Linked DNA regions of Ovis aries: region 1 is linked to region 2. Evidence: chromatin contacts called from public Hi-C data. All regions are on one chromosome and are shown on one strand. The core of a region is the stretch at or near the end of the contact, and the rest is flanking DNA. Distances in the headings are between cores, read along the strand shown.

Region 1 (5,125 bases), core at 1,314-3,813, 300 kb before region 2:
AGTTAAATAGCAGTAAGGGCCGATGCCTGGCCTTGTTCAGCTCACCCTTTCCCACCAACCCCCAGCTCCACACTTCATCCTTGAGGAAGAAGCCTGGAGAGAACAAAGGCTTTGGGTGTGGGGTCCTCGCGCTTAGAAGAGCTGCAGGTCAAATCCAGGACTAACAGGCCCTGGCTGTCGGTCTTGTGTTCTCTCGGGCGTTCCGTGGGCATGACTGCATGCTCAGTCGTCTCCGGTTCATTGTGACCCCATGGACTGTAGCCCCCCAGGCTCCTCTGTCCACAGGGTTTCCCAGGCAAGACTGCTGGAGTGGGTTGCCATTTCCTTCTCCAGGGCATCTTCATGGTCCAGGGATGGAACCCGGCTCTCCTGCATTGGCAGATTCTTTACCACTGGGAAAGATGTCTTCCTAGGGAGACATCTGGGAAACCATGCTTGCCTAATGCTTACGTGCAGTTTCTAAGGGCTTTGTTATTTACATATTTCATTCACCTGGAAAACATGCCAAAAGCATTTAAAAAAAAAAATGAACGGCTATGAAGAAAATTCAATTCAGCTTTCAAAAGAAATTGATGATTTTGCTCCAGGTGGCTGTCTTTGTTGTTTTATTAGGTGCTAAGTGCTGATCTCTTTTATTCCTTTCTGCCAATCTACAATCTCTGTTTCTTGGTATTTGTGCTGTGTTCACGTCGAGCTCTGACCTGAGCAGGCAGAGTAAGCCTCATTTCCCAGGTCACGCGTTTTATTGCTAGGATCCCAGGCTACCGAAATGAGACGGTGTTACGTCCAGAGATCTGAGGCATATACGTGCAGTGTGGTTTCTGCCGAGGCCAGTCCTCTGCTCAGCGCTGGACCCTCTGAAAGGCTGCCAGGCCTCCTTTGTTTGTTACTCAGGCTCTCCTTCCATTTCTTCGCCAAAGAACCCGAACCCTAGAATCTTTGTTTTTCTTTTATAGCTTCTGGTCACCCACACTGTTTCTTCTGCCACCTTGAACTTGGCTCGGACCGGGAAGTGCCTTCCAGATTTGCCAATCACGTGAACGTCGAGTTCAGCATGCCTACAACGTCTGCCTCCAAAGCTGCTGTGAGATCCATCTCTGTGGAAGACAAGACTGACGTCAGGAAGTGGGTCAATTATTCTGCACACTACAGCTACAAGGTAGCCTCGGGGGGCATCTGGCTAATGCTTCCAAGTCTGTCTATTTACCCCCAAACGCTCCCTGCTCCCATTCCTTTTAGCAGTGCCCGCCCAGGGTGCAGACGGGCGCTCCGGCCACCGTGGAGGTGGCCCAGCACGCATAGCTGTGGTTTAGTCTGCTCAGAGCTAAATGAATAATCCTGCTAGTGGGCAACAGAAAGGCTGGAAAGAGAAATAGAGGCTAATGAAAGAGGAGGATATAATGTCTCAGTTGTCACGAACAATGACAAAAGAGTCACGGGGTAAGGGGATTATTATTACTCGTTTATCATATAATTTATGTGCAGGGGAGTGGGCTTGGAAGTGCAGGCAGGCTCAGGAGAATGCTAACTCTAAGCATATATTTCAGCTGCAGATGTTGGTGAAGTGGATCTGAGTGAGGTTAAGACACATCTGACCTGGTCACTGGGCTGTAACAGAGCAATCTCGAAAGCCGAGCAAACCTTTATAGTAGTAACAGGATCAGGGCTGTAAAGGGGGCTGTGAAGCTGGAGAGTTCGGACATAAAGAGTGATTATATCCTGGGGAATTAAGAGAGATTCAGTAGGAAGAGATGCTAGTGGTAAAGAGCCTGTCTGCTAATGCAAGAGATGTTGAGGTGCAGGTTCCATCCCTGGGTTGGGAAGATCCCCTGGAGGAGGGCAGGGACACCCACTCCAGGATTCTTCCCTGGAGAATCCCTTGGACAGAGGAGCCTGGCTGGCTAAGGTCCATAAAGTTGCAAAGAGTCAGACACAACTGAAGCAACTGAGCACACACATGCAGGAGATTAAATGCCAAAGACGATGGAAAATGGGCAAGGGGGCGGGGGGCACACTGAAGAGGGATTTGGCAAAGCGGTTTAATAATTTTCTATTCATAATAACACCCTTGGATTTATACCATCATTTAATTGTTCTTTAAATATTTCCTTAGTTGTGCAATCCAAAACATTCAACTACCGAAAAGAACAAATACTCCATCTTGTGGCCAGGAAAAAAAACACAAAACTCAGCACTTCAAACATGACCATAGTCAGCTGTTTTGTCTGAATTCTTTCCCTCATTATTATAAATATGGGTATTGAGAGAAGCAGCTTTCATTATGAAGCTCCGTAACTCAAAAGATTCACTGCCTGACATATCAAAAGGCTTCAGATGAGCTATGTCACTCTCAAGACAAGATTAATTGATTAATCCCTTTATAGTTAACAGCTATAGTATTCTGCAAAAGATACAGGCAGAACTGTAAATACTATTGGACACTTTTTTTTTTTGGCTGTGCCGTACGGTAGGTAAGATCTTAGTTCACTGACCAGGGATTGAACCTGTGCCCCTTGCAGTGGAAGTGCAGAGTCCTGACCTTTGGACTACCAGGGAATTCTCTGCAGACTGTTTAAAGGGACAAAGTCATGGAGAGTGTAAACAGCCAACTGCAAAGAAATCCATTCATTTGATAAACCTTTGTGTATGCCTGTATTTTGGGGGTTTAATAGTTAAAAAGGGCCTGCCCTGTCTTACAGAGCCTGTGGTGTAGTGGGGCTGGGCAAGTGTACAGGGTGCAGAGGATATATACACAGGGGGGGCACCTGATTCTACCTGGGGAGTCAAGAATAGCTTTATAGGAGACTTTGAGCAACTGTGCAAGGCAAAGAAGAAGGATTTCCCAGGTGGACTGAGAGGGAGAGGAATTCCAGACCAAGCCAAGGGCATGTGCACATTCAAAGCCATGGTGTATACAGGCCCAGTAGCTTGGTGTAGCTAAACCCCAGAACATTAACCAAACTATAAGGATGGACTCTCAAAGAACCTAGTGAGGTTTTTCTCTTTTGGTTAGTTGTTGGGGTGTTTTCCTGATATTTCTTTCTGATTATTTCTCTCCGATGTCTATTCCTTGACAGGTGGAAATTGAGCAAAAAAAGAGTTTGAAGCTGGACTTGGACGGAGACAACATGGAAAATCCCAAGGAGTGCGGGGTCCAGTGATGAGGCTGTCTTGCAGGGGTTCCTGACCCAAGTGGCACAATAGGATGTCTTCCTGAATAGCTGAAATTCAAGTCAGTACCTAGCGTGGCTCCTCCCTGTGGGGAACAGGGTATGGACCATCCTGTTTGTAGTTACCTGTATTCTAACAGGAAACCCTAAGATGGCTGCCTGAGAGAGGCTCTGACTATGCTTGAAGCTGTCGGGTCCCCTGGCCTGTGGAGCTTACCGTATAATTAAGCCTCTTCTCCACTCTTGCTTATCTCACGGCTCTTAGGTGTGGCTTGTCATGAGTGATCATAGTCAGGAAAAGACCCCCCCCCGGCCCCCTAGTGTTGGTCAATCAATTTCTGGAAAACAGTTTTTTGAGAAGTTAATTAACCAAGACTCCACCTCCATCATTCCCTCTAGAGAAAAAAATGACAAAAGGTACAAAGCCAATTTCTTCTCTGGGTCTGCTAGACCTTTCATAGGTGTCTCCATGCTTCAAATGTTAGCACTATGCAAAGATGTTTCTGAAATGTTTTCTTCCGAGTTCGAGATTGAAACACTTTTTCCATCTTCTAAACTGTCAGTCCCAGGGTTCACCATCCTGAGTCACAATAGACAATGGGGAAAAGGGCACAATAGGATGCTTTTAAATTCCGTAATTAGCCCTGTATTCTGCAAAGAGTGGCTGTTGAAGGGAAAGCAAAATTGAGCTATTTTTCTTCGTTCCAGGGAAAAGGAACGTTCATTTCGAGATAATATTCAATTCAGGAGACAGCTTCAATCTCAGTGATTTTCTAAATTCACACTGAAAAATATATGCTATTTCTGACTCCTGAAATAAATGGATACATACATCTCAGGCATTTGTCAAGGGCATTTTGGGAACTCCATTTTATACCTCATAGCCAATAGACAGCTGTGTGTCTCTAACTCAGACTTTGTAGGAAATGTAATTTGAAAAAGATCATTTTAAGAGCTGTTTCAAAATTAAGCTTGTATGAGCTTTTCCTAGAAATTCACACTTTGATAATCACAGTATTCTAATAGATCTGAAAGGCAGAAGACTCTAGGGTAGAGATGGGGGAAGCCATATTTTTCTAATGTTGGGAGCCTTAAATCCTGATCCCAGGGATCTAGGACACTCAATATTCTTTCTCTTCATCTGTTCCTGCTCACATTCTGTACTTCCGCATCCCAAAGGGGATACTAGCTCAACAATTTAAAGGCAGCTTTTATTTGCCTTCTTAGTTCTCTGTTGAAGAAGAGAGTAAGGGGGGCAGAAAGTATGCCTATCAGATTTATAGATGACCCAGAAATAGACATATATATATAGTCTGTTGACTAGTAGATTCAGGATTAATTCATCCCATAAATATTCACTGAATTCTAACTATGTACTGACATTAGGATACAGAAATCATTATAATTTTTGAAATATGTGAACATAAGACTGAAACTAAAAGGATAAAATTGAACAGGCATTAATGAGAGACTCCCATATTCTGAGTTTCTTAAATGAAGTATAGATGAGGGCACCTATGTGTGTACGGATGTGTGTGTTAATGGGAAAGGTGTTAGAAAGTCCTGGTTTCACAGCAGTTTTTGTAGGAATGTTTTCTTAGGGAAATGTGAGTTCAGCTTTGAGTTAGGGGTATCTCACAGCTACACGAACACACTTGGCCTGTGGTTACAGAAATCCAGGGAGCCCTGCCCACGGCACAGCTCAGTCCACATCTGCATGGGGCATTGGGTTCCGTTCTGGGAACTGCATTTTAAGAGAGACATTAATAAATTGCATCCAGAGTCAGGTGGCCAGGACCATGAAGAGTCTGATTATATGTGGAACCGGGCAGTAGTTCCCCCGAAGAACAGAAGATAGTTGCAAAGGGATAAAGAGGGGATGATATAATAGCTACCTTGAAATCTCCATTGAATTATAAAAGGGGAGAGGAACTGGACTCTTCCTGCGTTGCTTC
Region 2 (5,344 bases), core at 2,635-5,134:
TTCCTTTCCTTCTCCTTTCTTCCCTTGTTTTCTTTTGTTCCTAACTTCCTATTTTCTGAGTGACTGCATATTTCTCAGGCCAACAGCCCCCAGGGTTATGTGTGGCTTACTGGACATCTCATACTTTCAGACTTCTTTTTGCAAAGCCTCACGACCATACTGAGTAGAAAGAGCTGGTGGGGTGAGACCCACTTTCCACCACCAACAGGGGCTCCAGGGTGTAGCTCTGTGGTGTTCTACACCCTGGTACCACCGCTTACCAGCTGTGTGACACCAAGCCAACTGCTTCATCTCTCTTGTACCTCAGTGTTCTCATCTATACAATGAGAGTAATAAAATCACCTGCTCAACTGGATTTTCTGAGGATTCAGCAAATGAGTTGGCATAAAGGATTGGACTGAGAACTGCCCATAAAGTACCGTTCTGTAATAAGCACTCTGTGAGTGCTGAGTTTTGCATATTTCACTTCTCTTATAAGCTTGCCTTTCACAAAAGAGTTCTGCTGCCCCCCAAAGATTTACAAATCATTTTGCTGCTTTTGCCCAGGGTTGCGGTCACCGTTTACGTTAGCAAACTATGTACCCCATACTTTTCATCCATTTTCTCTTCTTCATCTCATGATAACGTCAATCTTCAGAAGAGCACCCCTCCTGCCCTGCTTCCTTCCGTCTTCCCATCGTTGTGAAGGTCAGACTCTCCCCACCACCGTCTTTATCCAGGGAGTCAGTGGATTCAGACGGACTGGTCTCATTGCAGACTATTCTTATCGCAACACAGGCATCAGAAAGAACCTGAAGGAAACGTGCGTCCTCCCACGTAAATTATCTCACCTAATTTAACAGTTAGCCACAGAAGGGGGAAGAGACGTGTCTTCCAACTCCCATTCCATTGCTCCTTCTCCAATATTACCTTTCTCCTCGTTGTTTGGGGGAAATTGAACAGAATGACTCCCACTTCCCTTCCACGGCTAGAGCCACCCTGCTCTTCAATGACTCTTGAAACCCTGCTCCCTTGAAAGAAATCTCTGAAGACGTGATGCCTCTGGTCTCCATTCCCCTACCCCCACTGCCACACAGACACACAGTGGACAGTCTGAGACCAGTGTATCTGTTTGTTCATTCATTCACCTAACAAGCTTTTTTTTTTTGAGCATTAAAGCAGTTCTAGAGTTGAATGGGGCTTCCCTGGTGTCTCAGTGGTCAAGAATCCTCTTGCCAAGCAGGAGATGGGGGTTTGATCCCTGGGCCAGGAAGATCCCCTGGAGAAGGAAATGGCAACCCACTCCAGTATTCTGGTCTGGGAAATCCCATGGAGAGAGGAGCCTGGTGGGCTATTAGTCTATGGGGTCACAAAAGACTCAGATGTGACTTAGTGACTAAACAACAATAACAAGGGCTGAAAGACAGGGTCCCTGGGTTAGACAAGTTCATTTTCTGCTAAGACAGGCACTCAAAGGGATAACAAGTTACAGAAAACCTGTGTGTTGGGGGGAGGCTGGAGTTCACGTGCAGGATGCTGTCAAAGGAACAGAGCTCACTGAGCCTAGGAGTCGTTGGCCAGGAGAGGCTTCCCGGAGGGAGTTAACCCCCAATCTGGACCTTGGAGTAGGAATCAGCCAGGTGAGGAAAAGAGAAAAGTCACTTTAGGCAGAGGACTAGAATGCAGAAGGAAAGGCAAAAGCAGCTTGCAGGAGCAAAGGATTTGAGGGAAAGTTCCAGAAATTCTGCTCAATAGCAGAAACTCTTTCTACCCCTGAAGTGTGACAGACCATGAGCCACGAGGTCTGAAAGACTGGACTAGGTCTCAAAGGATCTTGTAGGCTGCACAAAAGAACTTTATCACGGGAGCTGCAAGGAGTCAATGCAAGGGTTCCACCAAAACATCAAGATGCTAAGAACAGCTTTTCTTCTGGGGTGGCAGCATGGGCAATGAAGCAATACTTGGAGGCTGCACACAAGTACATACTTGTGCTGAAACGTTCATAACCTACTGCTAACTGCTGGAGGGAATTTTAAACACAACTTTACCATTGCTTTCCATTTATCTACCTGTGCTTACTGACCTTAACTGGGTTTAACCAGTTAAGTAAATAGGAAAACAAGTAAATAGGTAAACAAGATTGTCTTTACTATTCTTTCTTACCATTCTGTTTCTGATCACCCAAAAAAGTCTTCTTCCCTTGATTACATTCATCCTCTCAATTGTCATTGACTTAAATGTGTGTTAAGGAACAATGGGCTTCCCTTGTGGCTCAGACAGTAAAGAATCTGCCTGCAATTCAGGAGATCCAGCTTTGAGCCCTGGGTCGGGAAGATCCCTTGGAGAAGGGAATGGCAACCCATTCCAGAATTCTAGCCTGGAGAATTCCATGGTCAAAGAGCCTGAAGGGCCACAGTCCATGGGGTCCCAAAGAGTTGGACACGACTAAGCAACTAACTCTTTTACACTCAAAGCTTATTTAACATTAGGCTTCTAATTTGGTAACATTTAACATGCAGATAAAAATATACTATTTGGAATTTCATCTCTTTTTATCTTTACTGCGCTTACCCAAAAGGAGGTTTCTGGATGTACTACATAAGTAGGTGTGGCTTCCCAGGCAGCTCAGTAGTAAAGAATCTGCCTGCCAATGCAGGAGATCCGGGTTTGGTCCCTGGGTTGAGAAGATCCCCTGGAGAAGGAAATGGCAACCCACTCCAATATTCCTGCCTGGAAAATTGCATGGACAGAGGAGCCTGGCGGGCTACAGTCCATGAGATTGCAAAAGAGCTGGACGCAACTTAGTGACTAAACAGCAACAATAAGAAGTGGGGAGTTCATCATTGAGTGAGTAACACATATACTTCATGCAAACTGTAAAGGGTATTCCATAAGGGCAGGTGTTCCATCTGTAGATTCAACTAACCCTGGATTGCATATACTCAAGGGTGGGGTACACGGCATTCCAGAAAGTTCCAAAAAGCATAACTTGAATATCCCCCACACTGGCAACTATTGACAGAGAATTTACATTGTTTTTTAACATTATTTATATAACATTTAGACTGTTTTAGGTTTTACAAGTAATCTAGAGGTGTTCTAAAGTGTACAGGAGGATGTGCATAGGTGATATGCAAATACTTCACTCGAATATCCTTGGATTTTGGTATACACAGGGGTCCTGGAGCCAATGGCCGTGGATACTGAAAGATGACTGTAGTTTAAAAAGAGCCCTGATTAAATTCCATCAACTATTTGATGAATCAAGAAACCTACTAAGATAACTTCTCATCTAGAAAGACTATAAAAATTGAAACACTTTTTTTTAAAACAATTTTTCATCACCCAAAATGAGATCAAAAAGATCAGTTCTTGAGTTGTCAGCAAGCTCGTTTACATTTTAAGTAAAATTGAGATTCTGGCTGAGGCAAAGTGCAGAAAAACAACTCTCTTAGAAAGGACAACTGTCACTTTTCATCTTGTACTAAAGTTTTGTTAACTTCTGCGTTATGAATAACTGGGGTATCATCAATACCATGTTTGGGTACTACACGTACAGACACACAGACACACACGCGCACAGACACACACACGCCCTCTGGCCTGTTCTCAAGCTCTTTTTACGCACTTCCAGCCTCCTTCCCCAGCTGCCTGGGACTCCTGGGTTCCCCCTCTCCTCCCCAGGTACTCACAGGGTCTGCGTGCTGGGGGGTAAGCTAGGGATGCGCTGGATGTCCTTGCAGGTGACTCTGAAGTCGTCCTCCTGGCGGCATTCGCAGGGCGGAGACGGACACCTCTCCCCCCAGAGGCTGCTGGGCAGGACCAGAAGCAGCGCCAACCGCAGGAGGGGCGTCGGCCGCATCGTCCTCGGGGCCCCAGGCTACCTCTGCGTGCTCCGCGATCGCCTCCCTCTCATCCCTCTGCGCCTCGAGCTCCTCGAGGCCAAGAGAGACGGCGCGGGGCGGGAGGGAGGAGGGCTCGATGGTCTGTGACTTCAGCACCAAGCCGGAGGCTGGAGAGGGCACCGAAGAGGCTCTTAAGGGCTCCGTCGCCCTGGCAACCCTGCGCCCAAACTAGCTCCCCGGCTTCGCTCTCCGCGCCCCTAGCCTCGTCTGTTCCCTGCCTCCCTCTGCCCTCCAACCTGCCCCGACGCGCTCCTCGCCTCGCCTTCCTCCCAAAAGCCTGGTTGGGACTTCCCCTCCTTTGCTGGTCCCTAAACCCAACGGGCCACCCCATTTTCCCGCGGCCCCCAGGGAACTGCCTCTCCGGATCCACGCGCACGCACCCTCTCTAAACGGAGAAAGTTCCAGCGGAACGGACTGTCCTCCTGGGGAGGACTCGGGTCCCGCAGAACTTCAGCTCTCCCTGGCCCAGGGTGCCTCTGCCCGAGGGTCCGAGGCAGGCACGCGTGGCCGGGCAGCCCGCGATGTTGCCGAGGCGCGCCTCTCGCGCAGGATCCTCGCGGGTCCCGCGGGGCGCGCGCTGACACTCGCGCAGATAGCCGCGGGGGCTGGCCTGGCGGCCGGCTCTCAGCTCGGCGCACGGCCGGGCAGGCGGTGGACTCTGGCGCCACCTGGTGGGCAGACCCCGAGACGGCGGAAACTGTTCAGTCCATTTCAGCCGTTCAGTCGTGTCCCACTCTGCGACCCCATGGACCGCAGCACGCCAGGACTCCCTGTCCATGACCAACTCCCAGAGCTTGCTCAAACTCATGTCCATCTTTGGTGATGCCATCCAACCATCTCATCCTCTGTCGTCCTCTTCTCCTCCCGCCTTAAATCTCCCAGTATCAGGGTTTTCTTCAATGAGTCAGTCCTTCACATCAGGTGGCCAAAGTATTGCAGGTTCGGCTTCAGCATCGGTCCTTCCAGCAAATATTCAGGACTGATTTCCTTTAGGATGGACTGATTGGATCTCCTTGCAGTCCAAGAGACTCTCAAGAGTCCTTTCCAACACCACAGTTCAAAAGCATCAATCCTTCGGTGCTAAGCTTTCTTTATGGTCCAACTCGCACATCCATACATGACTATTGGAAAAACCACAGCCTTGACCAGACGGACCTTTGTTGGCAAAGCAATGTCTTTGATTTTTAATATGCTCTCGTAGCTTTTCTTCCAAGGAGAAAGAGTCTCATCCCCTATCATCCCCTTCTCCTCCTGCCTTTCCCAGCATCAGGGTATTTTCCAATGAGTCACTTCTCATCAGGTGGCCTAAGTATGGCAGTTTCAGCATCAGTGCCTGTGGCTTAAACGGAACTCGGAATACAGTGCTTGCGATGCTGGAATTGAGTCCCACCTGATAAATTCTGGTCTGCCCAGAAATATTATCGACCCCATGGATCACCCCAGAAGATGGGAAGAAAAAG

The links. Hi-C and Micro-C count contacts between places; a contact is called where the count stands out from the background.
Region 1: a contact with region 2 is called in a Hi-C map of liver, with 3 times the contacts expected there. The contact joins the enhancer-like site here to the promoter of TSHR in region 2. A contact is called at or near these places in 5 of 16 Hi-C or Micro-C datasets (hypothalamus, liver, muscle and 2 more).

The regions. Positions count from the first base shown.
Region 1 is chr7:90,732,554-90,737,678 of ARS-UI_Ramb_v3.0, reverse strand. STON2 (stonin 2) reads left to right here. Exons shown (of 6, transcript XM_042252819.2): 5 at 957-1,159; 6 at 3,078-5,125. The coding sequence ends at 3,161. It overlaps LOC114115657 (a long non-coding RNA gene), which reads right to left. Exons shown (of 2, transcript XR_006060482.1): 2 at 1-1,097. Among named protein-coding and RNA genes, the nearest start is that of GTF2A1, 40 kb to the right of the region's middle. Within about 2 kb of position 2,563, at least 3 of the 54 cell types and tissues checked have an H3K27ac peak or open chromatin away from gene starts, as enhancers often do. A contact at or near this core is called in liver, where this site is marked.
Region 2 is chr7:90,437,170-90,442,513 of ARS-UI_Ramb_v3.0, reverse strand. TSHR (thyroid stimulating hormone receptor) reads right to left here and starts at 3,884. Exons shown (of 10, transcript NM_001009410.1): 1 at 3,672-3,884. The coding sequence starts at 3,841.